Regions from separate parts of the Rattus norvegicus genome. Here region 2 is linked to region 1. The links are chromatin contacts, called in public Hi-C maps. All regions are on one chromosome and are shown on one strand. Each heading gives the region's core, a stretch centred on a gene start, on an enhancer-like site or on the middle of the called end of the contact. The rest is flanking DNA. Distances are from core to core; before and after follow the strand shown.

Evidence for each region. Hi-C and Micro-C count contacts between places; a contact is called where the count stands out from the background.
Region 2: a contact with region 1 is called in a Hi-C map of liver, with 4 times the contacts expected there. The contact joins the promoter of Ccdc28a here to the promoter of Heca in region 1. A contact is called at or near these places in 3 of 12 Hi-C or Micro-C datasets (liver, mammary epithelial cells and psoas muscle).

Annotation. Positions count from the first base shown.
Region 1 is chr1:14,392,362-14,397,077 of GRCr8, reverse strand. It overlaps Heca (hdc homolog, cell cycle regulator), which reads left to right and starts at 1,887. Exons shown (of 4, transcript NM_001107514.2): 1 at 1,887-2,413. The coding sequence starts at 2,143.
Region 2 is chr1:14,689,870-14,694,585 of GRCr8, reverse strand. It overlaps Ccdc28a (coiled-coil domain containing 28A), which reads left to right and starts at 2,097. Exons shown (of 6, transcript NM_001037789.1): 1 at 2,097-2,197; 2 at 3,964-4,164. The coding sequence starts at 4,007. LOC102549233 (a long non-coding RNA gene) reads right to left here and starts at 1,811. Exons shown (of 4, transcript XR_010058849.1): 1 at 1,657-1,811; 2 at 1,427-1,509; 3 at 1-896.

The sequences.
Region 1 (4,716 bases), core at 638-3,137:
AAGACTTAGTAGGTTATTAATGGCTTAGTGATGATATTAAGGTTCAGAAAAAAATACAGGCAGAAGAGTCCTTTAGGCCTATTTCACACATTTGAAAATCTTGTATTTAATATGCATATCAAATACAAATATTAAGTATATTAAATAACACACACATATGAGGAATAAAGGAAGGCACCTGATATTAATCTCCTGCACTCACCTCTCTCCCCCATCTCTCCTTCCCTATCTATCTTAGGGCCTTCTAAAGGATTACTTTCCTTGGACATAGAGGGTATTGAGGGCTAAGAAGGGCTATAATCTTTCCACCGAAAAAGTTCCAACTACTAGCAGTTGCTCTCAAGTATACAGTGCTATCCCAGTTGCTCCAGGCTCTACCTGTCAGACTCTCAGCTAGGAACTCATGCAGATGGCTCTTGTCTGAGCAGTTCCTTGGCCATCTTTCTAGACTTTTCAGCAGAGCCATAGTGCTTTGACTCAAGAGCCGAGGCGATTAAAGATCACACTCTAGGAAGAAGTCACTGAAAAGTGAGTTCAGTCTTTTTCTGTAGTCATGGATCAAGACCCTTTTATTTATACGTTCACCAAGTTCATTTCAGTTGTTTCTTACAGCACCCAAGACAAAAATAGGGCTGTTTCATGTGAGGGGAAAGAGGGGAAATATTTAAGTGTACATATTACCAACATAATCAGAGGTAGACGGGACAAGTAAAAGGTGATACTCTGACAGCTTTTCTGGGAAGGTATGGGCTCATTCTGAAGAAAGCGAGTTGAGACCAGAAGGATGGAAAGAAGCTCGTCTTTGAAAGGGGCAGAATAGAGTGCACAAAAGGAGACCACATCAAGCTCTTCCCAGGAGCCCCGTGCCCTCATCTCCTTTTCTTTCTTTCCAGTTTTCTTCTATTAAAAATAGATTTTTATGCACTATATCCCACTATCCTTTCCACTTCTCCGGCTCCTCCAAGATCCTCACCACTTCCCTTCCCAGCCGAATCCACAGCTTTTCTGCCTCTCCTTAGAACACAAATATGCATCTAAATAATAATAAAATAGTAAGGTAAAATGAAAAGAAACACACGATATAGGACAAAACAAAAGAAAAAGCAGGAGAAACACATACAGATGCAGAAAAACACTCATTCGTTCAGTGAGGAATTCCAGAAAAACAGAAAACCTGAAGCCATAAGGTATATACAAAGGACCTGTAATATTAAAAAAAAAAAAAAAGGCCCTGACAAAACATTCTGAGACAGAAACCTCTGAAGATGCCATTGAGTTTCTTTTGTGTTGGCCATCGATCGCTGAGCATGGCTGTGCCTTCAGGTCTTCACAGCCCGGCCATTCTCTCCAGACAACTCAGTCTTCTTAGTGCAGCCTGTTTCAGGCTGGCTCTGCTCCTGGCAGAGCCCTTGGGTCTCTGGTTGGCAAGTGTGGGTTAAATAAGCTGTCCAGCACAAGACTGAAGAATTCCCATGCAGGAGCTCGACTGCTCTCTCCAGGAACGCCTATATCCGAAACCCTTCGTTTTGCTTTCCTGTTTTAGTCACCTGTTTATTTTTCCAGACCATGTTGTAAGCTTTAGCTCCAGTAAGGTCAGAAGGTCAGTTAACAACTTCACTAACACTCTACCTGGCTCTCAGACATGGCTGTCTGCATGCCAGGGAAGCCCGGGAGGAGCCTCCCTCTCCCGAGAAGGGGCCTGGATGACGTCACCAGGGCGGAGGGCTGAGTGCCGAGCGTGACGTCACGAGGGCGGGTCGACCTGTCGTGAGGTCACCGGGTGGGCGGTACCAGGCTCGAGCCCCAGTGTCGTCACGGGCGGGGGCGGGCCTCGAGCGTGTCAGCGCAGCCGAATCAAAACAAGCCCGAGACCCGCCTTTTCCCTCAGGCTCCTCAGCTTCTCGCTCCGCTCGCGGGCCCGTTGCGCCCGCGCGGCTGCGAGCCTCGGGTGGCCGCGCGTGGCCGCGCCGGCTTCTGCCGGGGAGGGCGCGGCGGCCGGAATGGCGCGGCGCGGGCCGCGCGGCGGGGCGGGCGCCTGAGGAGAGCGGCCGGCCCGCGCTCTCCGTGGCCGCCGAGGCGCCGCCGCGGGGAGCCACCTTCGTGGGCGCCGGACACCGGGACACCCGCGAGCGGGTCGGGGAGATGCCCAACCCCAAGAACAGCAAAGGCGGCCGCAAAAACAAGCGCGCCAACAGCAGCGGGGACGAGCAGGAAAATGGAGCCGGGGCCTTGGCGGCGGCGGGTGCGACAGGCGCGGCGGCCGGAGGGGCCCTGGCGGCGGCGGCGGGCTGCGGGGCGGTGTCGCTCGGCGCGGTGGGCACCGGCGGCGCGGCGGGCCCGGGAGGTGCGGGCACGGGCGCCGCCAACGCCACCATCGCTGCGGGGGCTGCAGCCGCGGGGGACGCCAAGAATGGTAAGACGACAGCGGCGGGGCGAGCGCCAACTTCCTCCCCGACGGGCGGGCGCGGTGGCGGGGCCCTGGGTGGCGCGGGCGGCGCGTGGACAATGCGAGTCAGGAAGTGCTCGCCCCGCCCCTCCGCCCCGCGGTGGCTTTCCCTTCGTGGTCCCCACGCGGAGCAGCGTGGACAGCGGCTGCGGGCCCCGCGGCGGCGCTCCGGTTCGGTGCCTACTCCCCGTGGTGCCCGCGCGGGCTGAGAGTGAAGTGTTACTGGGTTAGGGGAGCGAGCCAGCCAGCAAGCAAGGAAAGGTGCCCAAGTTAGAGTGATCCGAATGAAAACTTACCCGATCCACCCACCCACCTTTGCCCCCAAAGAAGAAAAACCTTAATTCGCAGCAGATCTCTCTCTCTCTCTCTCTCTCTCTCTCTCTCTCTCTCTCTCTCTCTCTCTCTCTCGTCTGTCTCTCCTGTCTCTCTCTGTCTCTCTCTGTCTCTCTAATCTCTGTCTGTCTGTCTGTGTCTCTCTGTCTCTCTGTCTCTCTGTCTCTCTGTCTCTCTGTCTCTCTGTCTCTCTCTCTCGTCTGTCTCTCCTGTCTCTCTCTGTCTCTCTCTCTGTCTCTCTAATCTCTCTCTCTCTGTCTCTCTGTCTCTCTGTCTCTCTGTCTCTCTGTCTCTCTGTCTCTCTCTCTCTCTCTCTCTCTCTCTCTCTCTCTCTCGCTGTGTTGCCTGAAAACCTTAATTCCCAGCAGATGTGTGTGTGTGTGTGTGTGTGTGTGTGTGTGTGTGTGTGTGTGTGTGTGTGTAGTCCTGATTGCCACAGGTGGAGAGGCCAGAGATTGAGAGGGTGTGTGTGTGTGTGTGTGTGTGTGTGTGTGTGTGTGTGTGTGTGTTGGGGGGGTATTCATTTAATTCTCCTGTCTCGCTTGAGGAAGGAAGAGAATCTGAACTTGACTTCCGTTCCCAGCCTAGAGGTTTTTGTTTTTGTTTTTTGTTTTTTGTTTTTTTTTAGGTCCCTTGTCTAATTGTTTCACGTTTGTTTTTCTAAAGAAGCCCGATAATTTCACGAGCACTTAAACGATCCTTTAGAAGGGAAGAATGTAGGTAATAGCTAAGGTGTGACAGGATTTTTCTCTTCTTACTCTGGAGACACTGTTTTTTGTGACCGGATGCTTGACATTTTATTTGGGCGGTTTTTAAACTTTTTCTTGTCAGGTGGTTAGTTTTTCAGAGGAAAGAATGTATATTTTCATGAGAGTCGATGAGAATCTTTATAATAGTTATCTTTGCTTTTTAACAGTGTTCAGTTTCCTAGGCCATTCTCTATGTAGATGAAAAAGGGTACTTAAAAGAACACCACAGTGGTTCCCATAGGAGATAGACTACAGGCTGTTGGATATGGGCCCCACTGGTTGAGCCCCTGCAGTTTTGAAATAGGAAGATTTGTTTATTTATTACCAGGAGCAAACTTACACGTTTGTAGGTGTTTGATAATACTTTTGGCTAGCCTGTGCACATTCTCGCTTTCTTATCTCTAACCTTCCTTTTGATGTGACTGAGAAGATACTTAGACTCTGCACAATACCAACTCAGCCTTAGTCATTTAGGGCTTTGATATCTGGAGAAAGGCCAGTTTTTCTGAACCTCAATTCCTCATGTACAAACTTGATGGGAGTGGGGGTAGAACTGGGGGGTTACACTGGTCTTTTAGAGGTTTCTTGTGAGGGAGGCTCAGAGCGACACTTTTCTATTAGGTTCCCATTTCTTGTTACTTTAAAGGTTTATCATGTAAGGTCAATAAAAGTTCGTTGCAGATAATGGTTGATGAATAACAGCTATTAGTTACTCGTTTAAAATATTTAAGATAATTATTAGATTATTATTTTAAATGAACAGCTATTTAATTTGCAGTGTTAATAGTACTGTGCACTTGAGAGGGACGAGGCTAATGGCTATACTCTAGTATATCCTCGGGTCTCACAAAGACCTTTGTTTCTGCCCTGCTCTACCACACTGAAGGATTTGAGTCTCACCAAGCAGTTGAGGAAGTGTTTCTTTGGTAGGTGGTTCCTCCTAGGTTGAAAACATTAAGCCAGTTATGTTATAAAGTAGTAAACTGGTAGACTTGGCAATACTGTGTCTATCTGTGTAAGGCTGTGTATTTCTTACTAGGTCTTTATTTTATTAGACATGGAAAAAGAAGCAGTGGGCCCCCAAATTGCCATAACCGGCATCTCAGAAGCTGCATATTCAAGAGCAGTGAGCTGAGTTTTATGGTGCCCATTGTTGGTGTCGCCTTGGCGAATAGTTTGAGGTGACTG
Region 2 (4,716 bases), core at 848-3,347, 300 kb before region 1:
TGTGGGGACAGATTGGGAAGTAATAGAACATCTGAGACCATGGATCTTATAGTAAGTCTTTATGTCGTTGGAGGGGCTCAGAATAGGCATTCAAAATATGAGTACTTGTAATGTAAGGCATTTATTTACTTGGAGACAGAGTTTCATGAGGCCTAGCCTCCCCTTGCTTCTACCTTCTCAGAGTTGGATGGCAAGCTGGTGGTTTCTCTTACATACATTCAGAAGGGCATTTTCCCCCCGTGTTCCTAAATTATGTCATTGGCTGAAAACTCAAATGTCCCAAAGTTCAGGTGGATTCTAAAGGCTAAGAAAAACCTAATACTTCTGGACTAGATCATCTTGAACAACTGTTGTCAGGATGTAATGAAGGACTTAGCTTCCCATTTATTCACGGACTGCCAATGATCCAATTCTTTCTTCTTCTAACTCTAACTGTTAGCAAAAGTTTGCTTGGGGGGAGGGCATCATTTGGCAAGGCCTGCCCATACAAATATGACAATCAGAGAGACCCTGGGAAAAATGTGAAGATTGTATCTATGTGCAGGGCTTATAACTGTGATACTGGGGAAACAGTCACCACCAGAGGAATTTCACACAATATGTAGTACCACAGCGTTAAAACAAACCCCGTGCAGCAATGCCTACCAAGAGAGACAGATCCGAAGGGTGTGAGGGGGTGTGAAAACCAGGCTGTAGATCAATTGACAAAATACAATTCCATTCACAGATTCCCAAAAGCCACTTGATATGTTATGTTACACAGTAACAGTTTAACTGTACACACCTAAATTAGCGAGCTCCATTTCCTAGTGACCCTGGTGGTCTGTGGGAAGCGAGATAACCAAAGGGGATGAGAACAGGAGATTTTGGCTCTTCTGAAGTCCAAGTTCTTTAACCTAAAAATACCAAATTATGAAATATAATGTATTCATTCTGGAAACTGGGGCCATTGAATGCTTTGTGGTTTTGTTTTTTTGTTTTGTTTTGTTGTTGTTGTTTAAAGAATCCCAGGTTTTTGGTTTTGCTTTTCCTAATGGAAGAACATCTCATAGTAGAGCTTAAGTACTTAGTAACTCCATCTTTGCTCTGCCTCGCTAGCATTGACATAATCTCTAGACACAATTTTCTCTCTAGGTAACAGGGAGATTGAAGACCAGAGCCGCTTCAGTCTAAGAGGCTCGGAATCTAAAATTTCCCATCACCACTCTAAGAAGGCCATCCACACCAAGGAAAGAGAGATAAGTTTTCTTTAGTTGAGGACTGAGCCTTCTCTCTCAACTCCCAATTCCTTCTTCCAGCGATGAAGTGGGGAGTCAGATAACAAGATTGATCAGCCTTTCTGAATTTCTGATTCATTTCTGAGACGGGGATTAAGACATTATCTTAAAGAACTGTAGTGAGCTAAAGCGGGACGGGTGGCACAAACCTATAATCCCAGCACTTGAGAAGTGGGGGGCAGGAAGATCTCTAGAACACAACCAGTTCCTGTAGTGTTCGGTATACGAGACTCTGTCAAAAAAAAAAAAAAAAAAAAAGAAAGAAAAGAAAAAGAAAATGAAGACAGACTGATAGCAAACACACAGAAAACCTAAACGAACTCACCACCACCCCCAATCGCAATGCTTAGACACTGGCTATTTACAGAATCACACTTACAGGCTCAGCATCAGGAGTGGCTGAACCGAATACCGCATTCCAAGCCACACTAAAGGCAGCCAACCCGAGATGTGGATCCGCTGCTAGGGTGACAATAGGCTCCGCCTTCAGATTTGTTCGAAAAGCATGCTGGGAATTGCAGTGCATGGGGGCGGTCCCTCACCGAGGTGGCTGGCCGCTTCCGGTGAGGACAATAAACTGCCAATTCCCATGAAGACATTGCAAAGGCAGAAGTGGCGTGGCCAAAAACAACTACTCTTTCCTGCGGCCGCTGGAGCCATACCTGAAGGAGGCTATGGGAGTACGGAGCCCAAAGCAGAGACGCGAGCCCCGACAGAGGTACCTGGAAGAGGCGGGGCTTTTGCCTCACTGAGGGCCCCGCCCCGATTACATCACTTCCGTAAACAAAGGGCGCTTGCCCTGGGTCTGTGACCCAGTCTGGCGACCTGAGTGGGCTCTTGCTGCAACTCTGGCAGAGGCTTTAAACTCTCTCTTACCTTTTCCAGACGAGGAAGGGTAACCACAGCCCTTTCTTCCTTCGGTATGTAATGGGATGAGGGGACCCCGCAACCTGCTCCTTCGAGCCCCTCGGCACTTGCTCTGATCACTGCTGGGTATAGATGGGTCATCGCTGGGCTAGGTTGCAGAAGGGAAATGAGGTGAAATCCAAAGGAACCTCCGGTGATTCTGGATAGAAGCGAGGCCTGACATTCAACCGTGAGCAGTTCGTCCTCTTTGGAAAGGTCCCTCGTATTTGTCATACAGAAAGGATTTCAGGGTCTTGTGACAGATGTTATCTTCCAGAAAAGAGTAAATCGCAAGCTTAGTCCCTCAGAGACCATTGGTTTATTGGCGATGCTTTATGTGTTAACTGGTTCCCACCCCACCCCCGCCTTTCGTTACCAAATGTGTATTAGCACGCATAGATTTGAAGGTTACTGTATTTACGTGTATCATTAAACAGATCCTCATCTCTTGGAAACCTGCTCAGTCATCTTTAAAGTTTTATTTAGTCAGTATTACATCTAAACAATTCCCAAATGACTCATGTGGATTCATTATTGATATCTGAGATTAGAGACTGAACGTTGTACCCCTTTTTCAAGAAAACCCTACCGTGGCTAGCGAAACAAAAACAAAAATCGGAGATTATCTTTATAAGTCCCAACTAATTCTTTTAGGAGTGACGGTAGTCAGTTTCAGTCTTTTAAAATAGTCGTGGCAGGACTAAATTCAACACTTTTACATTTAAAATTTGTTAGATGACTGTGCACCGGTGCTACTGTGCTCCTGGAGGCCAGAAGAGGGCACTGGATACCTTAGGACTGAAGTTACTGTTGCAAGCAGCCTTGCTGGGCCTGGAAATCGAAACAGATCTCTGAAAAGAGTAGCCAGTGCCGTCCCTTCGGCCCCACAGTATTTTTTAAAAGACCTGATATTCATAATGCTATTAACAGTTTGAAGGGAGGGATAGATATGCATTTTTCTGACACTTTTTTTTGGTGATACATTAATAATAGAACTAAGAGAAGCTCAAATCTAAACAGCTCGTCTTGTGGCACATCCCCATCGTCCCAGGACTCAAAAGCAGAGGGAGAATTATCACCACGAGTTGGTAATTTCTCAGCCAGCCAAGGGCGTAGAGCAAGATTGTTTTTTACAAAAAGAAAAGGCAAGGTAGCGCACACTTTTGATTAAAGGAGGATTTATGCCTTTAATCATGCAGGAGACAGAGGCAGGTGGATCTTTGTGAGTTCCAGGCCAGCTGAGTTTACAGAACAGACTCCATGTCAGACAGAGCTACATAGCGACACCTTGTCTATAAATAAATATGTGTCTGGTCGTGGTGGTGCATAGCGTACCAATACAATGTCTATTACATAAGCTTTCAAGGTGAGGTGTAGACTACGGGTGCCCTAAATACACATATATTTGAATCTGCTCTAGAGGGGAGATTTAAAGGTGAGTTAAAGCTCCAGCAAGGCTGGGGTATTGCATGAGCGATTTGCTTCTATTGGTCACTTATATAATGGTGGCTTCCTGAGGTTAAGGGCTTTGTCTTATTCATTTCTGTTTTTCCAGGACTGTTAACAGTGCCTGGCTTGCAGAAGAGAGATGGTAGATACTTTGCTGACGCCCATGAACAACTGTCTAATAATTTTCGAAAGCATTCTCTCCATTCACACATCTTCTAAGTATGCATAGAAGTATATATGGACTCGACACAATGACTCGTGGACTCTCTCTTTGACTCTCACTTTACATCTCTACGGCATATAGCTGTAATCACCGTGTTTTCATATTTAGGTCTTAATGAAGCTGGTATTGATGCAACAAAGATTTTAAGACAATGGAAGAGCGGAAAGCAAAGAGGAAGAGTCCCAAGTCCTTCAGTGCCCACTCTACTCAGGTTGTTAATGCCAAAAAAAATACCATCCCAGCTAGCAAAAGCACAGGGTTTTCAAATCCCGCGTCGCAGTCAACTTCCCAGAGGCCAAAGTTAAAAAGGTGGGTTCTCTCTGACACTTCATAGTGAAGTGCTATTGAAAAGCTCTCTTCTTTGTCCAACCGTTTTCCCCCTCCTGATTTGACTTTGTTTCCGGTGCTGTGGATTGAACCTGGGTCCTCGCATGTGCTGTGCTCTCTCTCTGAGCCACAGCTCAGCCCATGCTCTGGCTTCTAGAGCGACAAGTATTACAGTTTCTTTTGGATAAAAATCCAGAAAGGAGTCGTCAAGCCTGGAAAGATAGCTCAGTTGGTAAAACTCTGGTCTTACAAACCCGAAGGCTTGGGTTTTATCCCTAGAACCCATGTTGGAATTCCTGGGTGGTAGCTTGTTCCTGTAATCCCAGCCCTGGAGAAGACAAGAGGATCTCGGGGCTTGCTGGTCAGTGTAGTTTAATTGGTGAGCTCCAAGCCAACGAGGCTCCCTATCTTGAAGAAGTGCTACTGGGGCTGAGATCTAAGAATGTCCTCTGACCTCTACATGCATGCACACAAGCAGGATGTGCACACCCTCCTGCACAGACACACATGCGTATAAAGGAGACAAAGTTTAGT